Regions from separate parts of the Rattus norvegicus genome. Here region 2 is linked to region 1. A link is a contact called in public Hi-C data. All regions are on one chromosome and are shown on one strand. The core of a region is the stretch at or near the end of the contact, and the rest is flanking DNA. Distances in the headings are between cores, read along the strand shown. Region 1 has its middle 34 kb from the start of Tpra1. Region 2 overlaps LOC102554942 (a long non-coding RNA gene).

The links. A called contact is a pair of places that touch in the nucleus more often than the background predicts.
Region 2: a contact with region 1 is called in a Hi-C map of Schwann cells, with 2.1 times the contacts expected there. The contact joins two enhancer-like sites. A contact is called at or near these places in 3 of 12 Hi-C or Micro-C datasets (the A7r5 cell line, Schwann cells and prefrontal cortex) and 1 of 1 datasets of contacts at active chromatin or transcription factors (oligodendrocytes).

Annotation. Positions count from the first base shown.
Region 1 is chr4:122,954,262-122,957,094 of GRCr8, forward strand. No RefSeq gene overlaps it. Among named protein-coding and RNA genes, the nearest start is that of Tpra1, 34 kb to the left of the region's middle. Within about 2 kb of position 1,345, at least 2 of the 93 cell types and tissues checked have an H3K27ac peak or open chromatin away from gene starts, as enhancers often do. A contact at or near this core is called in Schwann cells, where this site is marked.
Region 2 is chr4:122,993,237-122,996,069 of GRCr8, forward strand. The region is part of intron 1 of LOC102554942 (a long non-coding RNA gene); the gene reads left to right. Among named protein-coding and RNA genes, the nearest start is that of Tpra1, 73 kb to the left of the region's middle. Within about 2 kb of position 1,390, at least 59 of the 93 cell types and tissues checked have an H3K27ac peak or open chromatin away from gene starts, as enhancers often do. A contact at or near this core is called in Schwann cells, where this site is marked.

The sequences.
Region 1 (2,833 bases), core at 95-2,594:
CCATTGACTTAAATATGAACCTTGTCCAGAAAACACCCTTGTAGGAACATCTAGGACTGACTTTTGACCTCAGTTTAAGCTGGCTAACTTGACTCTGAGTTAACCACCACGGAAGTCGTAATTACATAGCACCTATGAGAGTTTCTCAGGAGCCCAGGATCAGATAAGTAGGGCCAGCACTCCAGCTATAGAGAGCTGCCTGGATGAGACACACCTCTCCTACAAGGGACAGCTCTGCAGGGGAATCCAGCTCCCAAGCTGTGATTGGTCAGCTGGGGCTGGAGGGCAGCTGATCAGGGTGCACTGTCTCATTCCAGTCCTGTCTCCTTCCTGCTTCCACCACCCCATGAACGCCCCCCTCTTCCAGCCTGCTATGGGACCCAGCCACTTCTAGTGTCCCTTTATGCCTGGCCACAATCTGCTAGTTTAGTGGACTCTGCACTATGAGTCTCTTGGGATGTGAACTCCGCAGGGATAGGGCTGTATTCTTGCCTGGACACGAGGGGAGGGTGAGCAAACTGGCAGGTGTTTGCTCATCTCTGAGACATTTCAGGGAAGCTGGGCCTTCAGTGGAATGATCGGGGTCTCAGGACTAGAGTTCCCAGGTCTGGGCTCAGGGAAAAAGAGGGGCCCAGGGGATGTCAGAGTGGAATGTCAAATCAGAGCAGGATATTAGCCAAATTGGTGAAGGCTGGGGGTATATAGAGGAGTGGGATGAAGGCCTGAGGCAGAGGGAGTTACCTCCCCATTCCCTGTGGATGACATAAGCTGCATCTGAGGTCAGAACCTCAAGAAGATGGTTTGCTCCAAAAGATGTGGCAGATGAGAAACAGAGTCTCTCCTGTGGCTTACTGCACCGCATGAAGTGTCAGGTGGGGAACTGAGGCCAGGAGACCAAGTTGTGGGCTGGATTAATACTGCAATGGTGGTAGCCACAGGGGAGATCCAGGGTCAGAAGGAAGGAGGGTCTTCATGTGAATCTGGGTATAGACACAGGGCCAGGAGAACTCTGCAGAAAGAGGCATTTCCTAAAATGGGCCAGAACTTGTTCCAACTCCCAGGATCCATTGCAATGGCCTCCTGTGTCTGTCAAGGGTTGACTTCAGATTTGGATCTGGGCCAACCTTCCTGATTTCCACAAGTTGGACAGAATGCTGCTCAGAGGCGAGGGTCAGATTTTGCCTTCTTTGTGACATCCCTGTGGAAACCTACAGTGGCAAGCTCTAACTCCAGGCCCTGCAAGAAGGTCACGTGTAGCCAGCCACACAACCTGTATCCCAGCCCAGCCCTCAGTGATGCTTGGGACAAAGAAGCTCTAGGTGACTCATCCCTAGTGGCTGCAGTCACCACCAGCTCTCCTACCCCTCTCCCCCAGTTTCAGACCGGTGGAGGCGAGCCACCCTGCTGGGCTCTGTGTGAGGTGCTGTCCCTCAGAACTGAGCTGGGAGGAAACTGTTTAATGCTGGGACATCGGGAGTGGCTCACAGCAGCAGTAACTGTAGTAGAGCCCCTCTCCTGCTGGTCCCCACCTGACCTGGGCCACTGACACTGTTAGCTTGCAGCCAGACCCAGCAGGGAGCTGGTGGACTGGGAGCTCAGGACCAGAGTACCACTTAACCTATCTCTGCCAGAAACTTAGAAGAGCCTGTGCCGTGAGGAAAGGGACTCGGGCTTGGGCTGCATCCAGCCAGTGTCCCCACCTCCCCCAGTCTGTCTCCTTCATTCATTAAACAGGAAGCAGGAGGCTCAGAACGTGCTGATGACTCAAGCACAGAGACACAATGGCAAGCTAGGCCCCTGGCTCCCACCCCTGCTGTGTTAGCTCGAGTGGGAGTGTGTGCACAGCTCTCGGAGCCAACCTCCTGAGGAGGTGGATCTGTGCCCCAGGACAGTCCTTCTGAGGCCTAGCTTTTGCTCTCCAGGGGATAGATGCTCTCAGCCAACTGTCTCCTCCTCTCATAGGGCTCACGGATGCTCATCTGTCTCCTTCCTCTCCTATCCCCGTGGACATCCCCATTCCTGCTCAGCTGCCCTGGCTTGCCTCCTGCCCCGGCCATGGGCACTGCGGGGACCTCAGAGTCTTACGCTGACTACACCAGGCTTTTCAGCCTCTGTGGTCCAGGCCATCCAGACAGGTCTCTGCCTTGTCTCTTGACCCAAGTTTGCTTTAGATTAGTCAGAAGTCAAACTCAACTTGACTGACAGCTGGCAGATACAACCTCAACATAAATTAAGGTCTGCAATGTTCTGGAGTCTAGAACCAAGCCATAGCATCCCTGTCCACTGGTGTTAAGATGCCCTGTTTTCCCACCCTTGCTCTGTTCTCCAGAGAATAAGCCAGGGTCCTTCATCGCCTGTGCCGAGACGCAGTCAGATGAGGCTCTGAGGTCCTCCTTGGTGTCTGTGGGTGGGGCGAGGAGCAAGCTGGGGTAGCTCAGCAGGAATGGTGATGTCCAGGTCTCTGCTGATCTGCCAGGCACTGTTCTTCAGTCTTTCCTTACCCATCACACCTCTGACTTTGAAAGAGGGCTGCCGGATTCTTCAGGGAAGTCCCTGAGTTTGGTGACTTGGTGGTGGTGTCTTGCTTCTGCACCGGAGTTGTGGGCTTTGAGAAACCACTGGGCTGAAGTAGGCTCCTCTTGTGTCCTCTCAGGCATTCATGACACCGTCATTACTCCCCCATCACATAGCAATGTCTATTTATCTACTGTGGACATCCACTAGGGGGAGCTAGGGGAGGGTTTTTTAGGAATTCAACTTCCTGTGTGTGTGTGTGTGTGTGTGTGTGTGTGTGTAAGAGAGAGAACGATTCTTCAGTAATAAGCCTACAACT
Region 2 (2,833 bases), core at 140-2,639, 39 kb after region 1:
GTCCTAGATCCCCCAGGCTATGTCTCTGATACATGTGGTCTCCTGCTTGTCAGCACGGCAGTTGGCATTGCTTGCTTGGGGTGAAATAACTGGCCAATCAACACCAAGTGGGGTCCTTAAAGGCCAACAGACACAAAAGGCTTGTCTCCCCCCACTAGCCATTGAGTGGGCCTCATGGGGCCTGGACGACCACTGCTTGGGACCTATGGGTCAGGGAGGAACTGACAGACACCCTGCAAGATGCTAGAGACCTGGGACTAGAGACAGCCTGGAAATAGTCTTGGGGCAGGATGGCCCAAGGGAGGCCTTTTTCTGTGAGGTTCTAGTCAGCCCCAAACTCTCACAGGAACTCACAGTACCCCAAACATCCAACCCACCTGGTTTTTCCCAAGCACTTCCTTTCAGTTTTACAAACCCTCTCAAAGGGAGATTTCTGTCACATATCAGAGACTGAGCTCAGAGAGGTTGGGAACAGGGCTGGGGTTGCACAGCATTGGTGTTTTCCCCTCAAATGCGTAATTTTGGCTAGATCCCCATTCAAGAGCTTCCATTTTGGAGGAGGAGGTTAATCAGAGACAGCTTACATGGCCCCCAAGAAACCCTGCTGGTGCTTTTACAAAGTTGGTAGATTCTGGAAGGGTGCTAAGAACTGGGGCTTGATCATTGCCCCCTGTGTCTGCAGTGTCCGGACTCGGCAACCTCTCAGGAAAAGATGAGTCCATTGCAATGTGCATCCTGCTTGTTTGAGCTCTTCTGAGTGCTGGGACAGCACTGGCTGATTGACAGGGAGTGATGGGGATATTCTCTCTCTGATAATTGAAAATCAGCAGAGTAACAAGCAGCAGCAACAGCCTCCAGCTCCTGACTGATGGCTGGCTCTGTCCCCTGGCCCTGTGTTAAAGAGTCTGATTCACCTCCATTTGCCTCTGGTAGACTCTTACCCACTGGCCCTTGGGTCCTAGGACAAGCTGGATGGGTTAGGGGCTTAAGAAACAAGGTATGATCATGCCCATTCTATCCAGTGGCATCCTCCACAGTAGCCTTGGCCTGCTGCTGTTTTCTTGCCACCTCTGGCACAGGTCTTGGCTCGCTGAGGTGGAATGAACCCCTCAGAAATGTCCACCTCTGGAAAGCCATCCTTTCGTTGGTCTAGCTTTATTGGTGTGTGCACCCCACACCCCAACCCCACTCAGACACTCCCCAGTCAGGTTCCCAGCAGGCTGTTCTACACTCTGGAAGCTCTCCCCTCTCAGCCCTGCTGCTCCTCCTGACACTCCCACTGTGGTCTGACCTCACCCATGACCTTTCCTCAGCCTGCCACCCACAGCCCTCCTGACTCAGGCTGTGCCATCCGCCTGTCACATGCTGCCTGCTCCCTGCTCTGGTTCCCAAACACTGAGTCATTGTGATTTCCAGAACACCTCCCTCTGTGCCTTCTGCATCGAAAGAGCTTTGGGCTCTCTGGGGAGCTGGACTTGCTGCCTCAGGCTGCCCTACTAGAAATCAGAAATGGCCTCCACTCGATGTTCAGCCCTGTATCTGCTGAATCCACCTTCAATTCTCTGCAGAGGCAAGTTCCTCTGAGCCTGGGACTGGCATGGGCCCCGTGGGCACACAAAGAGATTAGGGGAAGGAGAAGGCTAGTCCTCTCTCCAGTATAAAGTCTTGTCTGAGCAGAGGACAGAGCCCGAGTCAGGGCTTCTCCCTGCTTACAGACTCTTGTGATCTAAAGATGTGAGGCTTCTGTTGGCAAGTGGACACAAGCTCTAAAACAGACAAACAAAGGAAAGATTAAGAGGAAGAAATTGGTATAACTTAAAATAGCAGGTCAAACCAATCAATGGAGCCACCCATGCTCTGTGCTATAAAGGGCAATAGAGCTAGCATCGTATTCAGAGTCTCTGAAGCCAGACTCACTGGTCCTGAGAGAATCCACCGGACATCTGGGGAGCAGCGGCTCTGTGTTCTCCTCCTCATCCCAGGTCTTACCCACTGGCCTGGGAATATGGGGCAGCAGAGCTGGCTTTTGCCTGACTCTCTGAGATCTTAGGTTCAAGCTCCAGCATTACCTTGTCTCCACTTCCCAACCCCATTACACCAGGGTTTAGGGACAAAGCAATCAAACGAGCGCAGATACAGATGTACCATTCACAAAGAACCACAGATAGGACCACGTGTTTCCAACAACAACTTCCAGCACGCTCTTGTAAATGAACAGGGATGGGGTTGGGAGGCGCCTATGTTTTGGGGCTAATATTTGCTACAGTTTGGGGAGATGAAGATGACGTCAGTGAGAGGCAGAACCTAGGGCCAGGATTTGATGCTGGTCAACAAGGGGGCTTTACCATACCTGTATTTTGTCATGGAAAGGAAAGATGTAATTGCTTTAATTATAACATCCACAGGGCAGCAAGGTGTGGTCCTGCTTGGGTAGGTGGGCTGAGAGGACACAACGTCTCCATAAAGCATTTTCCAGTTTGAGGAGCTGGGGGGATGGCTCAGTGGCTGAGCACTTGCCTCTCAAGCATGAGAACTGGAGTTTGGATCCCTTGAACCCAAGGAAATGCTGGGCAGCCAAGGCAGTGTCTGTAATTCCAGTCTGGGAAGGTGGCAGCAATCAATACTCAGAGCAAGCTGGCTTGAGAGACTAGCTGTATCTATGAGCTCTGAGTTTGATTGAGAGCCCCTGCCTCAATGGTTAAGGTGGAAGAGCTATCAGAATGACTCCTGACATCAGCCTCAGGCCTCCAAACACAGGCACACATGCAAACATAGAAATGTGCATAGCACATTTGGATGGATATGTAAAATGAAAAAAAATCTTGCTAGTTTG